Regions from separate parts of the Mus musculus genome. Here region 2 is linked to region 1. The links are chromatin contacts, called in public HiChIP or PLAC-seq maps. All regions are on one chromosome and are shown on one strand. The core of a region is the stretch at or near the end of the contact, and the rest is flanking DNA. Distances in the headings are between cores, read along the strand shown. Region 1 overlaps Pax5 (paired box 5). Region 2 overlaps Gm12678 (predicted gene 12678).

Region 1 (6,256 bases), core at 1,226-3,725:
GCTGTCCAGGTTGACAGGCTGACCTTCCCTGAGCTCTGGTTTTTGCCTCCCTATTGGGAGCCCAGGAAGGTCTTGCTGTGGAGAGGGAGGGCAAGCATCCCTTGGCCTGTGTAGGGCCAGGCTGGAGGCTGGATGCAGAGAAGAGGGGAAAGGAAAGTCTTCTGGTTGTCATTTTCACAGAGAAAACTGAGGCTTGATAATAATAATAATAATAATAATAATCTTTTTATTTGGTCACTCAGAGAGACTTTGACAGAGCCCTGTCAATATACACACATGCAGAGATATGTACACATAAGCATACACATACATACCTATGTATATATTGTTTATATTGCTGTATATTCATACAGGTGTATGCATATATGTTTACATCCTGTCTATGTGTAATATGTATATTGAATAGCATACTAATGCATAGGCTGTGTCTATGTCATGTCCTTATTTTGGTCACCGTGGTCACAGACAGTTCTGCAACGCAACAGCCCAAGTACCTGCTGATTCCTGACCCACCACCTGTCATGTGGGTCTACAAGACCACAGGGAACAGCTGAGGAACCCTTGGCTCCTTTCAGATCTCTTCTCCTCGTCCAGTTCTCCTCCTCCTCCACAAAGATTTTTTTTCTCTCCCAGCCCAGTTTGGCTCCTTCGGAAACAGAAGTTGACTGTGAAGTCACTTTGAAAGACTTTCCATATGTTAATTGCAGCCGGCAAGGTCTGGAGCAGAGGTGGGAGCGGACCATCTGCAGACAGGTCGGCCCCCAGCGAGCACGCAAATTCCTGTCATCTGGCAGGTGTCGTTTTGGGTTAATTAAGAGCTATGTGGAGCCTGTTTGCCTGTCACTTCTGAGGATTTTGGGAAACTTTGACTTTCTTGCCATCTCTGGGATCTGAGTGAAGGAGAAAATGATGCTGGAGCCCCAGGCTTCTCTGGTTGAGACCATTTCATCACCGTCCCCTCTACACTCAAATGTAGTGAGAGTTTCAGGGCTTTTTCTTTTGTATTTGGAAGGCTGGGATGTTTGAGGGAACCCACGTCTATCCTAATGTTTTGGTGTGGTTTGGCTGTTTTGTTTGTTGTTTGTTGTTGCTTGCTTGCTTGCTTGCTTGCTTGTCTGGAAGCACTAGGCACTGCTCATGCCAGTGGGGCACTCTATCCCTCCCTCCCTGGCCCTCTGCTTACTTTCTGTTTTGAGACCTACTCTCCCTAAGTTGCCCAGACTGACCTGGGGCTCCCTCCCTGTCATGCAGACTCTGAACTTGCTTGTTTCTCAGCCTCCAGAGTGGCTGGACTGACAGGTCCACACCAGCAGGCTTGACTTCTAGTTACATTCCTTAAACTTCGAAGGGAAGAGCTCTTCCCCGCAAATTCTGAGTGACCTCGCAGGGGCTGCTGGTGGCCATCAGGGGCCCTTCAGTGGTCAGAGCTAACTTGGAACCTGAGAGCATGTGATGATATAGCCACACAGCTGGGTCTTGGCATTCTCTGTAGGGTGATGCTAACATTCCAGAACTCATCAGAGTTTCTGGCTTGGGTAACATAGTTCATGCACTTGTCAAATGAAGGCATTAGTAGCTGCTTGTTTTGTTACATGTAAACTTTATATCCAAAGGGAAAATGTGCTCATTAAATTGGCTATGAACTTTAGTTCATGATATGTATACTGGAGTACTTAAAATGTACTGATATTGGCAACTTAACTTAAAAATGAAAAAAAAATGGTAACAGTAACAGGCTAGAAGGATAGAGAGACAGGCAAACCTGAGATAGCTTGTGATTAAAAGGAGGATGGCTGGAGTGGTGTCCTCTGAAATTCTTTGGACTGCCTTGCTGGGGAAGCCTGTTAGCAGTGGGTGGGTCTGCAGTGGGTGGGTCTGCAGTGGGTACCCGCCCTTCTCCCCAGCCTAGAGTTTTCTCTATCAGTCTTCAACAGAAGAGGCTTGAAACCCAGTCCCACCCCTCAGAATCAGGTCTGCAAACTCAGGATTTTGGTTGGTTGCTTGCTTGCTTGACTGGTTGGTTGGTTTGGCTTTTTTTGAGATATTGTTTCTCTGTGTAGTTCTGGCTGTCCTGGAACTCACTCTGTAGACCAGGCTGGCCTCAAATTCACACAGATCCAGCTGCCTCTGCCTCCCATGCACTGGGATTAAATGTGTGTGCTACCACCAGCCGATTTTTTTTTTTTTTTTTTTTGTCTTTTAAAACAGATTTTGTTTTTACTTATGTGTGTGTCTGTGTATCTGTATATGTGTATGCCACCGGTGTGTGGGTGCACTCAGGACTAAAAGAGGTCACCAAATCTGCCTGAGCTAGAGTTCCAGGCAATTATAAACTGCCAGATGTAGGTATTGAACTGAACTCTGGTGCTCTGGAAGAGCAAGCACTCAACAGCTGAGCTGTCTTTACAGACCCCTAAAGGCCATTTTTCTACCTTCTTCCCCATGGTAGGCAGCTCTAGGTCAGAGCATGCAGGACCACACCCAGGGTGTGGCCTGGGACTGTCTGGAGGGATCCAGCCTTTACACCTCCCTGCCTTTGCTCAGTTGACTCTTTGGGCCAAACCATTCCTTTCTGGCTGCTCTCCTTTAACACAACAATTAAAAGCAAGAGGTAATCAGATCCTTGTCTGCCACCATGTAGAAAACTACGGTGTTCTCCTTCACAGTTTCGCAGTGTTTCCAGGCTTCTCTCCCACACTGGCCTGTGACTCTGTGATCTACACTATGACCTTTGACCATGCCTGTACCGTAACTCCACTGTCCATACAAGCATGGCACCCAGGAATCTCCTCTGACCCCATGTCTGGGGAAAACACCACGTCAGACTTGTTTCAGTGTGTTTTCTGTTGCTATAACAACATACCTGAGGCTGGGTGCTTTGTGAGGAGGAGAAGTTTCTCTTGGCACACTGTGCTGGAGGTTGGGAAGTGTAAGGGCACAGCAGCAGCATCCAGCCAGGATGGAATGATGTGGGGAAAGTCAGAGAGCAAGAGCACAGGAGTGACAAGCAAGAACGCGTGGGTTAGCTTTCCACAGCTTACCCTCCTAAGAGCTGACGTCCCATAAGACTACCCTCAAAATAGTCACATGGCACCCAAAATTCTCCATGAACTTTGGAGAGGGCATCCATACACAAACCAGTGAATGGCAAGCTTTAAGGATGCATGGGCGATGGACAGGGGGAGAGTTTCAGTAATTACACAACACCTAAGACTGAATCGAGGATTCCCACTCCTCAGATGTTCACACACACACACACACACAGAGCTCTCTCACATGCATGCACACATGCATGCTTACATGTGCACACACACATACATGCACACACATGCTCACATACACAGATACACAGACACACATGCATACACACAGCTCTCTAACATTCATAGCTCTCTCACATACATACACACACGCACACTTATGTATGTAGATACACAAATACAAATACACAGAGCTCTCTCACATGCATGCATGCATGCATGCTTACATGTGCACACACACATACATGCACACACATGCTCACACACACAGATACACAGACACACATGCATACACACGGCTCTCTCACATACACACACACATGCACACTCATGTGTGCACATACACAAATACAAATACACACACTCACACACATGCTCAGACACACAGACACACATGTTCACACACATGCACACTCACAGATAAAGACACACAGACACACACACATACCACACACACGCACGCACACACACATATGCACACACGTACTCATACACATTCCATGTGGGCATTTGCATCTTCAAGTCCCTCCACTCAGGTCCTTCCATCTTCTCACACACAGCCAGGCCCTCAGCTCTCTCTACTTCCACCCCTACACCCAGATCTTCCCTCTGCATACCTAAGAACTCAGTAAAAGCTGGGAAATCCATTTGGAGCCTGTCCCCCACTTGTTAGTGGGGCTCTTTTCCATTTCCCTCCATCCCCACCTTCCCTAGTTTCTCCATGTTGGGAGGAGGTCACATTGTCCCTCCAGAAACACTGCATCACTGTGATGCAGGGCCCGTGATGCAGGTGCTTGCCTTAGTGCGTTTTCTGTTGCTATAGCAGAATGGTGCAGGCTGTACTTATAGAGAGTGAGGGTTGGTTAGCTCACAGCTCCGAGGACTGGGAGGTTCACTCAGGCAGCTGTACCCGGTGAAGCTCTTCTTGCTAACAGGGAACCCTGCTGACTCCTGAGGTGTTTCAGGACCTCACATGACCACAGGACATAGTTCAAGTCTCTCTGCTTATAAAGCCCCAGTTCCATGGTGTTAATGCCCCTCCCCCATGACCGCAGGTATCTTTAGTTACTTCCCCAAAGTCCAGCCTCCAAATACAATAATCTGATCTGGCTTCCACCCTCTTTTTTTTTGTTTGTTTGTTTTGTTGTTGTTGTTTTTTGGTTAGTTGGGTTTTTTTGGGTTTTGTTTGTTTGTTTTTCTGAGACAGGGTTTCTCTGTGTAGTCCTGGCTGTCCTGGAACTCACTCTGTAGACCAGGCTGGTCTGGTCTTGAGCTCACAGAGATCCTCTTGCCTCTGCCTCAGTGTTGGTATGGAAGGCGTGCACCACAGCACCCAGCTCCTTCCACCCTCTTAACGCTTCTTACTAGAGATGAATGCCAACTTGACTTTTTGTGTGGGGACATCCAAACCATAAGTAATGATTTATTTAGTCCATATTGAAGATGAGGAGACTGCTCAGACAGGTGCAGTCACTTGCCCAAAGCCACACATCCTTTGAGAAGAAGTGCTGATGGTTAATAAGCTCTCAGCTGGCCTCAGGTCCTCCCTTGTGCTCCCATGACACCATGAGGGGCCCAGCTTGTGTGCTAACCACAGGCCTTCATCCACAGTTTCCTCCATGGGGCCACTCCACTGACCAGACAGATCAGTTGTTTGGCACTGGTTTGCTATTGGAGAGTTCTCAGATGCTTCCATGCGTTGAACTCTAGACAGAACCTGTAGCTCTTGAAGGAGAGCCAGGATGCGCTGTGCCTCTTGGATGAAGATTCTACTGAGTGATGGGTCCTACTTACTAACAGGTATCTGAGTGACAGCTATCTGGACACAAGGTGACCTTCCCTCCCTTCTGGGGCCACATAGAATCCTCCTTGTTAATGAGACATAAAAAATCTATGATTTAAGGGGTTCCTTTGAGAGGTATCCAGAGTATGAATCAGTAGAAAGAGGCAAGGAGCCCCAAGGTAGGGCAGAGTCTTTTTTGGCTGGGTAAACTCATAAAGAAAGGTGTTTTGTTGTATGACCTTTGACCTTGGGCCTATTGGCTTTACCTCTGGAAGCCCCAGCAAAAGCTAGAACCAGGCACTTTGGTTCCCTGCTCTAGAGAAGGATCATATACTAGCCAACTGGAAAGTCCCCTGACCTCACCCTTCTAACCACAGCCTTGACTGGATCCTAGTGCCAGCTAACAAGACCCCTTCTTCCCTGACCCTTACGTACCCTGCCACAGGCCTCACCACCCCACAACACACACTGAACGGCCTCAAGCCCCAGCTCCTGCTTTCAGTTTGGCCCAGAGTCCCGTCTCCCTTGCTGGAGTCCTAACCAGTCTTAAGACTGCTCTCAGTGGCCCGTCAGTGGACCCAGAAGGCTTCCCAGGACTCTAAGCTAAGCATACCTTGCTCTTTCAAGCTTCTGTTTTAGGTTCCAGCAAAGGCTAAGGTTCTCCTCACCGTGAGGATGGCGGTGAGGAGGTTGGAGCCCCAGGCCTACCCCAGAGAAAAGGCATCCCCACAGCTGGGTAAAGACCTATAGCTGTGGGTCTCACCCTCACAGGGGTCACATATCAGATACACTAGGATTCAAAATTACAGTTGTGAAGTAGCCATGAAATAATTTTATGGTTGAGGTCACCACAAGCTGAGGGACAGGATGACGAGCTCTCAGCGTCAGGAAAGTTGAGAACCACTGGGTTCTACAGCATTTGGTCTGCTCTGCCCTTTGACAAAAGAGGAAACAGAGCCTGTGGTGGAAAAACAATGTCTTAAAGACAAGAGTCCAGGGCCGGGCCGGGAGGTAGGAACTTGGCCTTGGAGTTATGCTCTGGCCCCAGGGAAACCACTTCACAACTGAAATGCAGTTTTACTAGTCTTGTGAGCATCACAGGGTGGCTGGGAGCTTCAGTTTGATTCTGGATGCCCAGGAAGACTTGGGGACTGATGGAGGAGCATGTCACCATGGCTGACATGTGCTGAGCCTTCTTTGAACCTCTGCAAGC
Region 2 (6,661 bases), core at 2,645-5,144, 400 kb before region 1:
CAGAGGTTTAGAGTCCACCCACCCATGGTGATGGAGTAAGAGTGCAGTGGCAGGAACAGCCAGAAGCTCACATCTCGGACCACGAGCTGGAGGCAGAGAGCACGCTGAGGATAGCAGCCCATTGAAGCCTTAAGTCCTGCACAGTGACACACCTCCTCCAACAAGGGCATACCTCTTGGTTTTCCCAAACGGTTCCACCTACAGGGGCCCAAGTATTTACACATTTGAACCTGTGGGGCCATTCCCATTCAAACCACACCAGGGCTGGTGAATCTTCCCTCCATGCTGGAGTTCTGCCTGGCTTGCTCTTGCGCAGGTCTTGTGAGTGGCTGCTGTGAGTTCCTGAGTGCAGTGGTCCAGACATGTCCAGAGGTTCAGCTCTGGTGTTCCCCAACCTCTGGCTCTTACAGTCTTTCTTCTCTCTCTCTCTCCTGAAATGGTCCCATGCAGTCAAGGACTACACTGTGATGCTCTGGTCAGCTGTCAGTCTCGATGTTAACCACCATTCACTGCACGGATAACCTCCCTGAGGAGGCCTGGGGGCTACACTGATCTATGGGTAGAGAAACAGGGCCTTAGGTTGATGGTGTGGCAGAGCTTCTTAGAGGCGGACCTCTGCAGGACCAGTGTGGTGATTTGTATATGCTTGGCCCAGGGAGTGGCACTATTAGGAGGTATAGCCTTGTTGGAGTAGGTGTGCCACTGTGGGTGTGGCCTTAAGATCCTCATCCTAGTTGCCTGGAAGTCAGTTTTCCACTAGCAGCCTTCAGATGAAGATGCCAAACTCTCAGCTCCTCCAACACCATGCCTGCCTGGATGCTGCTATGTTCCCACCTTGATGATAATGGACTGAACCTCTGAACTTGTAAGCCAGCCCCAATTAAATGTTGTTCTTTATAAGACTTAGTTATGGTGTCTGCTCACAGCAGTGAAACCCTAAGACAACCAGCATACTTGTTTTCCTACGTATTTAAAATATGTGTAAGGAGACCACCTGGCATATCTGGCTTTCAGATCTGAGCAGAAAGCCGGAGAGCCGGTCCATCCAATCCTTTGATTTTATGGATGGGGAAACTCAGGCCCAGAGAAGACTCTGGAGAGTAATTCCAAATGCCAAGACTACATGGTGGCCTGAGAATCCAGCCTGCCACACTTGAATTCCCATCAGGAGAAGCGCTTAGGGGCTCAGTACGGGGTGCTGTTTCTAGGCGTATTTTAGGGACACGAACCCTTCTCATTTGACCCCCCTTTTTAAAAAACAATTCAGAGTTGAAAACACTGCTTTTCTTGACCTCAAAGGTTAGGGCTACCAAGCTGTTTACTTCTGTACTATTAGAGACTTCCCTATGGTGTCAATGCTGCCTTGGCTAAGGGATGCAGACTCAGACTTCCTCGTGGTCTCAGTGTTGCCCTGGTTAAGGGCTGTAGGCTCAACTGTTCCACCTGCTCCACAGCACTCTTGGTCCCATATCAGCTCCCATACATTCTCCCAAACTCCTCCTCTGTGGGAAGCAGGCAAGGAGGACCTTCCTATGATGACTTGGCCCATTCTGGTCTCCTTCCTATAAAGCTACCTTCATCCATATTCATCTGTTTGTCCAAACTCTGAGGTCATGGTCCAGTGTCACACAGAATGCATTTATTGGTCCTGCCTCAGGGACAATATCAGCTAGGAATACAGGGACAGTTATACAGAGAGAAGCTGAGAACTGCCACTTCTAACCTCTTTGACAATGTCACGATGAAGAGTTTATGTGCGGTGGGGACTTGGCCCATTGTCTGTTGACATAACAATTACCTGATAACGTGAGTAACAAGTAAAGAGGTTTGGTTTGGCTTGGTTTTGTTTAAGTGAGGGTCTCAGGTAGCCCAGAGGGCCTCACTGTTGCTAAGTAGCCGTGGCTGACCTTGAACTCCTGATCTTCCTGCTTCAACCTCCCAAATCCTGGGATTACAGGCACATGGCTCCACACTTATGAAGAGAGGTTTGATTGGCTTGTGATTCTGGCTGGCAAGTCTGACAACATAATGCTGGTCCTGGTGAGGGACCACTGGGGCTGTGTGGAAGTGTGGCACAGGGGTTAGAGTCTTAACCCCTTCCTGAGGACGTTAATCCTCCTGTGGAAGTGGAGCTGGGAGATGCCCTTACCTCCTGCTGGGCGTGGCCACACTGCACACTACACTAAGCTTCCAACAGATTGAGGTCTCGGGGAACGACTCACCTCTCTACTGTAGCAGGCAACAAAGCCAGATGGAAATGTGTCTACAGACACATTCCCACATTCTTCCTGTATAGCTAGAGTGTGGCCAGGCCAGCTGGTTCAGGGGACAGAGGGGACACTCACGCTGGCTGAGCCTACTCCTGCAATGTCTGGACAATGAATGCTTCTCTGGCCTGTGGCAGTGGAACCTGAGTCTTGTGACAGTCCATAGCTCTGGGTCTTGGTGGCGTCACCTCCCTAAGGACCCTCTCAGGGCCCTCCGGGCGCTGGTGATGGATGCTGCCTGGTGAGAACCACTAGGAGAGGTGGTCAGAGGAGTAGGGGAGCCCCAAAGAACTGTCACCATCCAGTGGCCACTGAAGGGCCAATTAACTCTGTTCTATTTTATTTGGGGGTATTGGCAATGAGCCCCTCTCTCCATATATTCCATCTGACTTGGGTGGATTTAATAGCTGTAAATGGCTCAGGAACAATAAAGTTTGGAAACACAAGAGTGGCAAAGAGAGAGAACAGTTTTGTTTTAAGCTCGGCGTGGCGTTGCATGGCAATCCAGAGCACCCTTAGAGGCCGTGTAGCTTCTAGGCACCCCACGGGCTTTGTCCAAGCAGCCATTGCCCCGTGCATCAGCTAGCTGGTCCCTGAATTGCCAGCCAAAAGCATCCACCATTACCTTACAACCATTTATTAAGATCACTCTTCCAAACATGGGGAACGGGGAAGGGGGAGCCAGGGGAGAGCGGTTGACAACTTCACCACCCTTCAGAGACCTGGTTAGCATTCTTGGTGGCTCTGGTCCCCAGAGGCCAGCTAGTCCAAGGACCTAGACCCTTTGCTTCTATGATCTCCACGGCCCTTCCCTCTTCAGCAGAGTTAGCAACACAGATGAGCCGGTGCTCAGTCCTAACCGCCAGCCGCCCTTCTTGGCCTCTTAGCCATTTAAATTGGACACAGTCCTTTGGGAAATGTAATTTTATTCATGGAGACTGCCCCATCTAATTTGAATACAGAATTCTGTACTGGCAAGATATGGTAGCACCAACGGCTTCTTCTTCTCTCTGCTTATGTGCCCAGCTTGCTTGAGGGCACTGTGAGTCAGAGGGAAAGGGACACTCCATCACCAGGTAAGAAAGAACATGGATGACAGACACGAAAGTCACATTAATCCGACCAGCCAGAGCACAGCCTGATTCTTACTTGATGTGACAGAAGTGGATTTCCCTACTCTCTCAGTACAGTCATCTCATCTATTAGTGACAAGAGCTCTAGGCGCATGGGGCTGTGGGAACCACCTGGTGCTGCACAGAATATGCCCGCCTGTATCAAGCCTTTGAAGTATTGGACAGAGGAATTTAAAACACTATTGGTTTGGATCACCTCCCCTCCCACTTCTTCCTCCTCCTCCCCTCCCCCCTTCTCCTTTTTGAATTGCAGATATCAAACACAGCCTTATGCATGCTAAGCAAGAGCTCTATCACAGAGCCACACCCCAGCCCCCAGACCTGTATTGTAATTTTTTTTTTTAAAGGACAGGGCTTTCTGTAGCCCAGAATGGCCTTGAACTGTCTATGTAGCTGAGGATGACCCAGAATTTCTGACCCATCTAACTCCCTCTCCTGAGTTCTGGGGTTATAGGCTTGTGCTAACCATGCCTGCTAGGTGAACCACACCTACCAGCTACCTTTCCAGCCTCTAGACAAACAGCCACACAAGGCTGCTTCCGGGCTGTGTGGTCTGTGCTGTAGAATCAACCAAGTTTGAATAGGATGGAGAGCCTGCACGAGAGGAATCTTCACAGTGTTTTCTGACTGGGAAGCATGGATGTGCTAGCCTCCCAAGTCAATGGAAATGGAGCTTTAGCAAGGACAGGCCAACTTCTGGGGAGAACACTTCCCTGGCATGTGTCAATACTCAGGACATCAGTCAGAGTTCCAATCAGATGCAGGGAGTATAAAGGCACCATGATCTGTGGGAAGGACTGGCACATGTGGCTCTATGATGAGGTATATGTTACGGGCCAGTCAATGCTGAGGGGACAAACAAGCTGGAAACAGCTTCATCTGTGATCATCAGCTGTGTGTCTGTCAGGCCCTGGGGGACTAGTGATGTGCTCCCTTCGCAGAGAGTGTCGGCAGGGTTGGAGCAGGGGCTAGAAGAGGCCAAAGGGCAAGTCAGAGGTCTACTGGATCAAAGCCCGCCATGGGCGCCACCACGAGGCATCCCTCCAGCCTGCTGAGCACGTCTTCTCATAGAATGCTTGTTTCTTCGATGGAATAAACTGATCTTTGGGCAAGATTTCTTCTCCCTACAAAATAAGGTTGCTATCAATTAATTAATTGAAACAGGGTCTTGCTCTGTATAGCGCAGGCTGGCCTTGGGTTGCTGTGGAGCCCTGGTCTCCTGAGTGGCGAGATTACCAGTATCCCTGGTTAAATCATTAACACTGTTAACAATTTTCAACAGTGTAACTTGGATATTAGTCTTGTAACTGAGTTACTCTGGTCCTCCTTGTTGGTAGGGTCATTCCTGGGTGTTCTTGCTTATGAACGGCCACACAGGAACAAACCTTAGCACCAGCCACAGCCTCCTCCTGGAAAGAACCCTGAGCAGTGGGGGTGGGGGTGAGGTGGGGTGGGGGAGCAGTAGGGGAGGGGGTGGGGGTAGGGTGGGGTGGGGAGGGGTTGGGGAGCAGTGGGGGTGGGGGTAGGGTGGGGTGGGGGTAGGGTGGGGGTGGGGTGGGGTGACATCCTGGAGTGCAGCACAGAGTTTGGCCTGTGTTGGGTGAGTGTTCTCTTTCCGTGCAGATCTATCTGGATGTAAACTTTCCACAAGGAAGGGCTGTGCTTAACCGGGCGGTATATGTGACTGTCTGTCGCTGCCACTGAGCACGCTGCTCAGCCCTGTCTTAGTCAGGGTTTCTATTCCTGCACAAACATCATGACCAAGAAGCAAGTTGGGGAGGAAAGGGTTTATTCGGCTTACACTTCCATACTGCTGTTCATCACCAAGAAAGTCAGGACTGGAACTCAAGCAGGTCAGGAAGCAGGAGCTGATGCAGAGGCCATGGAGGGATGTTCTTTACTGGCTTGCCTCCCCTGGCTTGCTCAGCCTGCTCTCTTATAGAACCAAGACTACCAGCCTAGAGATGGTCCCACCCACAAGGGGCCTTTCCCCCTTGATCACTAATTGAGAAAATACCTTACAGCTGGATCTCATGGAGGCATTTCCTCAACTGAAGCTCCTTCTCTGTGATAACTCCAGCTGTGTCAAGTTGACACAAAACTAGCCAGTACAGCCCCTAACTTCTGATCTTCAGACTTTCACAGGGATGGGAGTAGCATGCCGATCTACCCCCAGGCCAACTTCTCTATCCTGAATCCTGGAACAAAGTTTGTGACCCAGCCTCTCCAGAGCTGGTTCATCTCTGCTCTCTTCTGAGGACATGAACCTGAGTTACCCACATATCTCTGAGAGGTACCCCAGAGAAAAATTATGAAGGCATTGGGAAAAGGGAATCATTACAAATTAATAATAAATGCTATAGTAATAAAAAAAAATGAGAGGCTCTGTCCAAGCTAGAGATAACTTGTTAAGCAAATTATACATTGCACCTTAATTGCAGTCCTGAGATGAGAACTCAGGGAGAGCTGGGTGTGCTTCACTCAGAAGGCTGAGACGGTAGGAGAGCCATGAGCGCAGAACTAGCTCAGGGTTAAGAGCATGCTCTGTTCTAACAGAGAACCTGAGTTTGGTCCCAGCACCCATGTTGGGCAGCTCAACACTGCTTTTAAGGTGGCTGGAGAGATGGCTCAGAGGTTAAGAGCACTGACTGCTCTTCCAGAGGTCCTGAGTTCAAATCCCAGCAACCACATGGTGGCTCACAACCATCTGTAATAAGAACTGATGCCCTCTTCTGGAGTGTCTGAAGACAGCTACAGTGTACTCACATATAATAAATAAATTAAAACAAAACTTTTTTTGACTCCAGCTACAGAGAGATTTGATGCCTCTGTGGGCATCTGTACTCATGTGCACAGATGCAAACGAGGAGATACATGCATACAGCTAAGAAAAAAATGCATCTTAAAAGAGGCATATTGTAAAACTGTGTGAGTGGTCCCTTAGAACATGTGGGTGAGAATGTTGTATACATATTTAGGTACCACGCAAAACTGTATGAAGACCCCAGGGGCAAGGCGTGGCACAGGGACACATCTTCCAGCGATATTTTTTTGAAACTTCTGAAATACAGATGTGTATTTCAATGAGAAAAAGTTTAGACTTGGTGGCAGGTTTCTGGGAACGGCTCAGTCAGTACCCTCTACTCTACTGTCCCACTACAGGCACACATTTTATGGACTGAGAAACTAACTACGAAGTCAGACACACCACTTCAGAATTTCTGTCCCTCACACTGGGCTTTCTGGCTCAACAAAGTCAGA

What was found. HiChIP or PLAC-seq counts read pairs in DNA pulled down with a chosen protein or histone mark.
Region 2: a contact with region 1 is called in an Esrrb HiChIP or PLAC-seq map of embryonic stem cells, with 6 times the contacts expected there. The contact joins two enhancer-like sites. A contact is called at or near these places in 3 of 115 datasets of contacts at active chromatin or transcription factors (all in embryonic stem cells) and 1 of 9 other capture datasets (embryonic stem cells).

What each region holds. Positions count from the first base shown.
Region 1 is chr4:44,540,335-44,546,590 of GRCm38.p6, reverse strand. The region is part of intron 8 of Pax5 (paired box 5); the gene reads left to right. Among named protein-coding and RNA genes, the nearest start is that of Mir5120, 64 kb to the left of the region's middle. Within about 2 kb of position 2,475, at least 14 of the 459 cell types and tissues checked have an H3K27ac peak or open chromatin away from gene starts, as enhancers often do. A contact at or near this core is called in embryonic stem cells, where this site is marked.
Region 2 is chr4:44,945,649-44,952,309 of GRCm38.p6, reverse strand. It overlaps Gm12678 (predicted gene 12678), which reads right to left. Exons shown (of 2, transcript NR_166576.1): 2 at 3,177-4,524. Among named protein-coding and RNA genes, the nearest start is that of Gm12678, 5.2 kb to the right of the region's middle. Within about 2 kb of position 3,894, at least 5 of the 459 cell types and tissues checked have an H3K27ac peak or open chromatin away from gene starts, as enhancers often do. A contact at or near this core is called in embryonic stem cells, where this site is marked.